Linked DNA regions of Mus musculus: all the other regions are linked to region 1. A link is a contact called in public Hi-C and HiChIP or PLAC-seq data. All regions are on one chromosome and are shown on one strand. The core of a region is the stretch at or near the end of the contact, and the rest is flanking DNA. Distances in the headings are between cores, read along the strand shown.

What was found. A called contact is a pair of places that touch in the nucleus more often than the background predicts. HiChIP or PLAC-seq counts read pairs in DNA pulled down with a chosen protein or histone mark.
Region 2: an H3K4me3 HiChIP or PLAC-seq map of embryonic basal ganglia shows a contact between it and region 1, with 5 times the contacts expected there. The contact joins two enhancer-like sites. A contact is called at or near these places in 1 of 484 Hi-C or Micro-C datasets (embryonic stem cells) and 2 of 115 datasets of contacts at active chromatin or transcription factors (embryonic basal ganglia and embryonic forebrain).
Region 3: a Hi-C map of the N1E-115 cell line shows a contact between it and region 1, with 14 times the contacts expected there. The contact joins two enhancer-like sites. A contact is called at or near these places in 12 of 484 Hi-C or Micro-C datasets (the AML12 cell line, the HPC-7 cell line, the N1E-115 cell line and 7 more) and 2 of 115 datasets of contacts at active chromatin or transcription factors (SST interneurons and embryonic basal ganglia).

What each region holds. Positions count from the first base shown.
Region 1 is chr2:22,027,551-22,030,963 of GRCm38.p6, reverse strand. No RefSeq gene overlaps it. Among named protein-coding and RNA genes, the nearest start is that of Gm39767, 65 kb to the right of the region's middle. Within about 2 kb of position 1,718, at least 34 of the 459 cell types and tissues checked have an H3K27ac peak or open chromatin away from gene starts, as enhancers often do. A contact at or near this core is called in the N1E-115 cell line, embryonic basal ganglia, embryonic forebrain and 1 more, where this site is marked.
Region 2 is chr2:22,644,770-22,648,094 of GRCm38.p6, reverse strand. The region is part of intron 7 of Gad2 (glutamic acid decarboxylase 2); the gene reads right to left. Among named protein-coding and RNA genes, the nearest start is that of Mir3967, 7.9 kb to the left of the region's middle. Within about 2 kb of position 1,729, at least 10 of the 459 cell types and tissues checked have an H3K27ac peak or open chromatin away from gene starts, as enhancers often do. A contact at or near this core is called in embryonic basal ganglia and embryonic forebrain, where this site is marked.
Region 3 is chr2:22,720,114-22,723,697 of GRCm38.p6, reverse strand. No RefSeq gene overlaps it. Among named protein-coding and RNA genes, the nearest start is that of Apbb1ip, 52 kb to the left of the region's middle. Within about 2 kb of position 1,982, at least 80 of the 459 cell types and tissues checked have an H3K27ac peak or open chromatin away from gene starts, as enhancers often do. A contact at or near this core is called in the N1E-115 cell line and neural stem cells, where this site is marked.

The DNA.
Region 1 (3,413 bases), core at 469-2,968:
ATGATGCAGAGCCATCAAGTCAGGATAATTAGCATATTCATTACCTGAAACCCCAATCTTTTCTTTACACTGAGAACATTAAAAATCTTTTCTTTTAGCTACTTTAAAATACACAATGTTTTGTTTATTTCCAGTCACCACCGAATTTTGCTGAAGAACATTTGAACTTAATCCTCTCCACTGTCTGACTGTCAGGTCTAAGTACCTCTTTACTTTCCTGCCCATTGAGATGAGGAGCTAAAGAGAGCCTGCCTGTTTTCCCTCAAACAAATATAATATGTTTGGTTATTTTCACAATGAGGTCCGTAATCCTTAAAATTGTTGTTAGTAATCATAATTATCCTACTTGAATTTCATGTTCATTATCCATGACATTGTCATAGTAGTCTTAAAATTTGATACCCTGTTCCCTATGATGGAACTCAGTTCTATGCCCATTTGCCTAATTAGAGCACTGCAATTGTCTAGCTTTGAGTCTCCTATTTGGCTTGAAGGAATAGGCCCTTCTTTTTCTTCCCTAGCCTTACTCCATGTGACTACTACACCTGAGTCATTTCTTGGGACTGCTTAAAAATGTACATAGATCAGAATCATCTTTGACCTATGTTTCTTCAAGATAAAATATTCTCAGAACTTATGCATCCATTATCCATGCTCTAAATGAGCACTTTTCTCTTGAAATTAAATGGCATAGATGATGCCAGAGAGCACTCCATGACTTCCAAGGTAAAATAGGAACTAGGTTTGAAGTCAATGGTAGAGTACTTTCTAGTGTGTAGGAAACCCTGGATTTGATTCCCAGTACCACAAACATAAAAGAGAGAGAAAAAATGTCAACACCTCAAGGAACTTTTGTCTTCTTTGTTGGAACACTTTTCACCTAGCATACTCATTCTCATGTGACAGTTGTCCTTATCATATGGTCGCCAAAGTCCTACCGATGTTAGGCTGGAGACAAGTCTGCTCTGGGAAAGCTGAGTTGACCAGATGGAACAGAGAGTCTGTTACCGGCCTCCAAATTTCCACAGCGTATAATTAGCAAGCTGCTAAAATAATAGAAGTCAATTGGACAAAAATATGGTATGTGTGGCAGTCATTTATTAACTACCTTATGTTTCCAAACACTGCTTTCACAGTAGATGCAAAGCCTTCATAGGCCGTTGCATCATGTGTCCTTGGGAGCAAGGATTGACAGTCTTCTTGAACAACATGGGTGGAAAAGTTCATGGATGCTGTTACTACGTCCAACAAGCAGGCATGGGCATGTCTGTTTCACATCTGCATGATAAAGTGATGCATTTGTCAGAAGAAGCTTTTAAGTAGGTTGCCATTATCAAAGACATCAGCAGCCTGTCTCCCTGGGAGACTGCGAAACCCCACATTTATCTAAATTATCTCTGTAATATGACAGGGTGATTGCTCAGTAATGGTCAGTAACAGTTTTCTTTGTCATTTTCCTCGTCATTACCTCCTCAGAATGAACTTCAGAATAAACTGCTTGCCGTCCGTGTGCAGAATATTAATTTCCTCTTAGCATTCATGAACGGACGGTTCTCTCCAGCCTCTGAATGTGGCTGAAACATTTCTGTTATTTTTATTTTGTGAAAACAAAAAGCAAGATACACCCTCTCTCAGGAAGCCTCCTGGACACAGCCCCTCTGCATTCAAACAGAATCCAAGCTTAGTGTGTCTCTGGCTGTGAATCTAACAAAGCATACCCGACATCCTCAGAAATGGCTGGTGGAGGCCCTGATGAGTGGGCCAGTGTTTTCTGCTTTATTAGGCTATAGCTGGTTGTTTTCATTGTTCACAGCACTCTCCACTGAAGATTCCTATTGCACAGCAAAGCCAAACAACCCCTTACTAAGCTTGTGAAAAATACTTCTGCAGCAGCATCAGAATTCAAAATCTGTTCTTTACCCAAAGAGGGATAATATGTGTTTTTCTTCTCAAGAAAGATACACAAGGCTTCAAAAAATTAAAATATCAAGCCAAAGGGAAAAGATAAGAAAGGAGAGATTTTTTTGTCGCCCAGAACAAAGCTGAGGAACCCCCAAAATGAAGATTTTAAAATGTAAAAGATTTGCTTATAACTGGGGAAGTTACCATCATAGTTCAAAGTGCTCCCTGTACTGAACTATGCAAATATCAGAAACCCCAAGAGTTAAGACAGAGTCAGATTATTTATAGTAACCAGTATAGGCATGACAAGTATCCTGTGTTGTACAAAACTGCCCCCTTCTGTAGGAGGAAATGCAGTGAGTGCAGACATCAGGAAAACAGATCTGTGTATTCATAGGGAAAGAAGAAAGTTCTAAATTCTTCTTAACCCAGAGAAATCAACTACACACATATCTGGCTGTTCTGACCATTTATTTTTCTCAGTTAGCAATAATATAAGCAATCAGCTCCTGGAATATTCCACTCTACATGGAAGATATATGTGTGTGGCAGCTGTGCAAGCATAGGTACCTGAGTTCAAATCCTCAGCATGGGGGTAAAAATATGCTCTGACCAAATAACACCTGTAACCCCAGGACTGTTGGTTAAAGACAGGAAAATCACAAGGGCTTACTAGCTACCAGCTCAAAGAGAAACTGTCTCAAGAAAAGAAGGTTAAACATGGTAGAGAAGGATACTCTTTTAGTATTAGAGGGCTTCTGTCTCTGACCTCTAAGGCACATGCTACATATGTATACACACATGAGTTTGTGCTTGCACTACACATTCACACATTTATTGATTAGTTAATTAAGAAGAATATGCAGCCTTATTATAAACTTGGAAAATATATGGCCCTATAATTCTTTTGTTATCCATCCATGTCCCATCCAGTCCCTGTGACCAGACATAGCCCTATTTCTAGGGCACCTGTTTTACTTCCAAATGAGCTGAGCTGGCATCCTATATGGCCCATGTACTCATTATCTATTATGCAGAATATAAAACTCAACATCTTCCTTCTCATGCTTTTGACTAATTTTGTGCAAACTTTTCCTGGGCAGATAGATGCCCAGACAGGACATCAATTATAGACCATTAAAAACAATCAAACAAACAAACCCATTCTAGTCAAGCTTGCTGACCCTGTCACTTACAGGAGAATGAACAATTCCAGAGTGGTTATAGCACTAAAGAAAAAGGCTCTTACTTTCACTCAGCAAACATTAATTGCCTATAAATCCTCTGGGAGAATCAGAGCCTCACAAGTCAGTCCATACTCCATGAGGGAAAGTAAATGGGCCCAATCTGCCTGTCAGTAACTATATACAGAGCTAGCTAAGAGTCCAAAAGGGCAATTATATGTCATGCGAAGACAGCATTCCATACAAGCAGGACATTTCACCAATCAGATCTCTAGTGTCATCCTAAGATCTGTCTCCATTCCTACTTCCAAGCCAAACAAACACATT
Region 2 (3,325 bases), core at 480-2,979, 620 kb before region 1:
GATAGATACTTCTTTAAGATGCTGTTTTCAATTGCTAAAGGTACATACCTAGAGGCAGAATTACTGGAACATATGGTTAATATAATTTTAAACTTCTGAGAAACTGCCATTCTACACTCTACAGCTACTGTGTTAACTTTACACACATACCAATAGCACACAAAGGATGCCCTTTCTCCACATCCTCACCAGTGTTTATGATTTCTGCTTGTTTTGGAGACAGGATCTTTCTGTGTTGCCCGGGCTATGCTTGATTCTTTGAGTTCAAGTGATTCTATTGTCTTAGCCTCCTGAAGTTGGCTTGTATTTTTCTGGCTCTTGAGGACAGTCTTCTAGTAGACATGATGGTAACACTTCGTGCTTTTGATGTGTGCTCTCTACTGACTGGCCTAGACTCTCTTCATGTGCTTCTTGACCCTCTATACATTTTCTTCTGTGAAATGTTTATTAAAGTACTTTGGTTATTTTTGAATGGAGTTGGTTTAGTTATTATTGTTATTTTCATTGAATTCACATGAGTTTCTTGAGGAACTATAAAAACATATTGAGAATTGTTGGTGGATGTGAGGTTCCAGCACAAAGTAATTCTGAACCAGTCTCTCTTTCTCTGTGTGTGTGCTGCATGTATGAGTGTGTGCTTGAGAGAGAGAGAGAGAGAGAGAGAGAGAGAGAGAGAGAGAGAGAGAGAGAGAATAATGGTATGTGCATACTTCAGCACGCATGTGGAGGTTAGAGGACAACTGTGGATATCGGTCTTCACTTTCTACCTATAAGCCAAGCTAATCTTTGTCCCCTAGCCTTGGATACTTCTCTCATGTTTACATTTTCCATTTCTCAGGAGGGACAGAGACTAGAGACACTGTGAGCATATGCTTTTTATGTGAGTTCTGGAGTTCAGAACTCAGTATGTTTTACCCACTGAGCTAGTTAATACCCCAGCCCTAAACTAGCTTTTCACAAACACTCAGCAACTGACTCCAGTAACAGTGTACCACAATATTCTCAAACTTACAATTTGCTCCTGAAAGGTTGCTTGCCTTTACTCCTTCCTTCCTTCTTTCCTTCCTTCCTTCTTTCCTTTCTTCCTTCTTTCCTTCCTTCCTTCCTTCCTTCCTTCCTTCCTTCCTTCCTCCTTCCTTCCTCCCTCCCTCTCTCCCTTCCTTCCTTCCTTCCTTCCTTCCTTCCTTCCTTCCTTCCTTCCTTCCTCCCTTCCTTGTTTTCTTCTGATTTTTTTTATTAGCATAGAAACTAATAAGTTTCACTATGACATTCTCATGGGTATTTTGTTTTCCTTGATCCATCTCTTCTAGTCCTCTCTCCTGCCTTCTGTTCCCCTCTGGTTGTTTCCCTTCCTTTTCCAATGATCTCCTTTCACATCACATGAATTCTATTACCCCCCAACACACACACACACACACACACACACACACACACACACACACACACACACACACCTTGAGATGCCTCCTTTCTCCACTTATGTTCCCCTGTATAGTTTCAAGAAACTATACTTAGTTTCTCATAAATTTAGTGACATTGTATGCATCACATATGAAGGGAAGTTGATTCTAAGTCCAGCTTTCTTCCTCTGGAGTTCTAGGAGGTGGAACTGGTCATACAGGGGCCAAGCAGGTGGGTCATATTGACAGCCCACTGCACACTCTTTGTGCTTTTACTTCCAGTCTGAATTCCGGGTTTTGATTGCTGTAATCACTGTGACATTTGGAGAGCTGAGAAAGACTAACCTAAGCCCAGCTGTATTGCATCTGCCCATCAGTCTCTTACTATTAACTACAGATCATTAAGCTGTCCAAAAGGAGAGCAGCTCCCTCAATTTCCATCTCCAAAGGGCTGCTGAGTAGAATTTTAAATTATGCTTCTAAAGAGGCATGCTTTTCTCAAATGCCCACTCACCATTCATCTGAAAATTTAAGTATGCAGTACATGAACTTGTAACATATTTTTAGGGAAACTGTCTAATACAGCAGAAAATCATGTTTGTAACAGCAACAAATAATATCAACCAATAAAGGGGACACACCGAAGGGCTAAGTTCTAAAACCTCAATGTAGCTAGAAGTAACCAGAAAGGGCCATTAGATTCATTTTACAACCTCAGAATGACTAAGTAGATACCTGACTCTAAGCTACCTGGGAGCTAGGAGAAAAAAACTCAGTGAGGCCAGGGATTTTAAAGATGTATGACACCTGTCCCCTTTCCACCTTTTCAATCACAAACCAATGTTCTTTGTATTTGGCAGATACTAGGAAACCCGGAGTAGAAGTTCAGAGGAAAGCAGTGTTCAGTCCTTTATTGCTAGAAGGGCTTAGAGCAGAGAGACCAGCTGTCTTTGCTGAAAAAGCACAAATACCTCAAATTGTGTCCCTCAGTAAATGTGCTGAGAAGTCCTGATCTGCAGACTGGCAAATTGCAGCTAAGTAAGAGATCTGCTGCACCTGCCCATGATAGGCACATTCTTGTCTGGTCTTTAACGAGAAAGAACAGGGATGTGTAATTGAGGAGTAATTACAAAGGATAATTGATTGCTGTAAGAATGCCACAGATTTAAGGAACCCTACATGCCTCAATAGAGAGTTTAAACATAGGAACAAAGTAGATATAAGGCATGAGAGAAGAAAATTAGGCACCAGGCAGTATTTGTATTTTCAGGAAAAAGGAACAGAGGCATATAGCTAAGCAGTACCTACAATAGTAAGGCATCCATGGGGAGGAAGGAAGTTGAGGGTCACAAAGACATTTAACAAGAAAAAAGAGCAGAGATCAGTTGAATGGGATGCCTTTCTATGTATGAGACAATATAAGACAATTGCTTTTAATGTTTGTATCTCATAGTGGAACCATTTGTGTATAAACCAGAGGAGAATAGCATTTAAAAGACAAGTTCCTTCCTAGATGCTGAGGATTCTGGGTGGAAAATTGTCTAGGGAGAACTTAGCAGATGCTTGTCAACAGCACAGTAGCAGGCAGTGGTCATGTAGGAATTGTTATCCCAATATGGGGCTGGAAAGGATACATTATTCTGGGTGGCTTCAGAAGGCAAAATTATGAACAAATTTGGAAGTTTCAAGGAATAAAATTTGTTTCTCAATAATGAAGATTAGCATAATATTCTATTGCTCATCAATGGGCACATTCCACTTTCCTGATTTAGAAAATATATTGAAACTTTGACAGAGGTCAGTGCTCATTTAAGATTAAGTCATATTGCTATTCATGAGTAACAGATATTGAACCCATTTGGTTTTATTTCAAACTAAACCAAAATTTCAGTTTGATAGAAAGTTTCATTTCTGTATTTTTCATA
Region 3 (3,584 bases), core at 733-3,232, 690 kb before region 1:
GGTCCGTTGAGGTTGGAGTTTTAAGTTTTTCCAACATGCATGAGAAGACTTTATTCCAGCAGTTATAAACAAAATAAAACAAAACAAGTAAACAAAACATATCTTCAAATTGGATAGCTTTAGAACCAGAACAGGTCCTGAGAACTCCAACAGTGTGATCTAGCAGTACTTACTGCAAAGAGCCCGAGGAACAGAAGCAGTGTAAGTGGTTATGCTCATTTGATTAGTGGCTGCAACCAAAGCTTGTGATCAGCTAGAGCACAGATACTGCAACCGGAGCTTAGTGCAGGCCCTGCTCCAAGCCAATCTCTGTATGATTTGAATATGAAACATCTACCCAAAAGGCTCATATACTGAGGCTTGCTCTTCAGCTGGTGGCACTATTGACAGGCAATCATGAGGGTGCCACTTCATTATGGGTTAATCCATTGTTGAGTCTATACCGAATCAGCTCTTAGAAGATGGTCTGAAGGTGTGCATTTGCACCGTCTGTTTGGTCTGTGGTTTCTTACTGTATCTCTTTACTTCCTGTCTCCTATAGCATGTATGCACATTTCCTAATTTGTACTGTTTGCTGTATGGTAGTAGAATTCTACTTGATCAAGTTTGCAGTATGCTTCTGTGCTAAAACACCATGACTAAAAACAACTGGGGAAGATAGAGTCTGTGTCATTGTCTAACTCCTGTATCAGGATGCATCACAGGCAAGTCAGGGCAGGAACTCAGGCAGCTACCAGGAGGCAGGACCTGAGGTAGGGACTGTGAAGGGATGCTGCTTACTGGTGTGTTCAGCTGCTTTTATACACAGCCACTTGTCCAGGGATGGGTGGGCTGGGCCATCCCATTATAATAAATAATCAAGAAAATGATCCACAGATATGCCCAACATAAATTCTTTAATTGAAATTTCTTTCCAGGTATGTTAGGTTTCTGTCAAACTGAAAAAAAATTAACCAACACAAATTGACCATTGTCAACTTGACACACAAATACATCACTATTAAACCATAATCTTTTCTTTCTTGTCTATCTCCAAGATCTCATGTTAGTATCACAAGTAAAACATACAATAACTTTACCCCCCCCCATTGTTTGAAAATTTACAACATTTTAGAAGTTCAAATTCTCTTTAAAAATACAGTCTCTTAACGATGGGCTCCTGTAAATTCCAAGATATGTCACATGATTTCCGGAGTGAAGTGTTAGAGCACAGTTCCAATCAAATCAACATACAACCAACATTATCTATCCTACCAGTCAAGCCTGGAGCTCCATTTCCAGCATCTGGGACACTCATGAACTTCTATGTTCTGAAGAGCTTTGGCAATTCCACTTCTTTGGCTCTGGCATATGAAGTACAAACAGCTTGTTTGGTGGGCTTGGTTTCACTCCACACCTGCTGCTGTGCACAGAGGTTGTCTCAAGTTGGTTCAGACATCTACAATGATGAGCCAGCATCTTCAAAAATGGACTGGTCTGGCCTCTTCAGGGACTTTGACATTGTCACATGGTGCCAAGCCTCAGCTTCTCTCAATGATCCTCCAGTCTTGGGTTTCTATTGCAGCTGAGACTACATCTCCAACAATGGTCTCTCTTTAGAGACTTCCAATGCATTATACAGCAAAGGTTGTTATTTCACACTTGACCACTGGGGGGAAGTATGGCATTTCAAACATAGCGCACAGAGCAAGCAGTCAGGCCATTTCAGTATGCCTGTGACTCAGACACACTTTCTTTTGATTTAAATGTGCTCAGATCCACCCTGTGTTTGTGAAAGGAAATGGAGGACTATAATTACGTAAGAAGAATAGATAAAACGGAAAAAGAAAAGCACTTCCATTTCTAAGAATCACGATAGAGAATTAAAGACGAAAAGTAAGAAAAATGGCACGAATACCAAATGTTTTTCTGTGTGTCCTTAGTAATAGAGGTGAAAGATGTGCACAAGCTAGAACTTTGCTAATGCCGAGGAGAGCTCACAGGAAGTGTGGGTTAGAGCCTCAGAGCCTCACACAAACGTGGTGGGGCTGCTCTCCATATTTCCTTCCACATGGGAGGACCAGAAGATAAGAAAAAGACTGACAGAATATAATTTTCCTCAGGTAGGATGATCCCCAAGACAGAGAAGTGAACACTAGAGAGAAAGAATTTGAGTATAAACACTGCCTGAAATAAATGGTGGCTGAGGAGATAAACTGCTCTAGGAAGACACTGGAATGGTCAGACCCTGCAGGGGTAATGAGCTGAAACTATAGGGGTGTCAGTGAACACCAGTTACCAGAGCGTAGTAGCATTGGTAACAGTTTCCAAATATTGACTAAATGCTAAAATGAGCTACAACAGTGGCAATATAAAAGGGCATCAGGTGGTTTCATCTCAAGGAGTCAGTGTTTAGAGAACTATAGTTTTGTGATATGATTATAAGGTAGAAAGGATTGAGAAAGAAACATACATCTTTAAGCATTCAACTCAATGTTGGTTTGCTATGTTTCTGTCAAATATCTATTGGTTATAGACTAAATACTTCATGAGCTTTCCACCCACAGTTACATTGTACACTAAGGGAAGGGACCTCACAGGGAAGAGCTGCCTGGCCAAATGCAGCTCATCCCTTTTCTTTCAGTTCTGAGGAAATGTATTCCAAATGAAGCCTCAATGCAAAACATATTGCTGTCATGAGGGCATAATTAAATTGTACTTAAAATGCTTGAAACTCTAGGTAGAAACATTTCCTTAAAATTCATATTTTAGATGTTCAACATCCTTAATCATCGGGGAAATGCAAGTCAAAACAACCCTGAGATTCTACCTCACACCAGTCAGAATGGCTAAGATAAAAAATCCAGGTGATAGCAGACGATGGGGAGGATGTGGAGAAAGAGGAACACTCTGCCATTGCTGGTGGGATTGCAAGCTGGTACAACCACTCTGGAAATCACTTTGGCGGTTCCTCAGAAAACTGGACAAAGTACTACCAGAAGATCCAGCAATACCACTCCTGGGCATATACCCAGAAAATGTTCCAACTTGTAAAAAGGACACATGTTCCACTATGTTCATAGCAGCCTTATTTATAATAGCCAGAAGCTGAAAAAAACCTAGATGTCCCTCAACAGAGGAATGGATACAGAAAATGTGGTACATTTACACAATGGAGTACTGCTCAGCTATTAAAAATAATGAATTTATGAAATTCTTAGGCAAATGGATGGATCTGGAGGATATCATCCTGAGTGAGGTAACCCAATCACAAAAGAACACACATGACATGCACTCAGTGATAAGCAGATATTAGCCCAGAAACTTAGAATACCCAAGATACAATTTGCAAAACACATAAAACTCAAGAAGAAAGAAGGCCAAAGTGTGGATACTTTGTTCCTTCTTAGAATGGGGAGCAAAATACTCATGGAAGGTGTTACAGAGACAAAGTTTGGAGCTGAGATGGGAGGAAGGACCAACCAGAGACAGCCCCACTTGGGGATCCATCCCATAAACAACCACCAAACCGAGACACTATTGCATATGCCAGTAAGATTTTGCTGACAGGACCCTTGTAAGTCTATGCCAGTGCCTGGCAAACA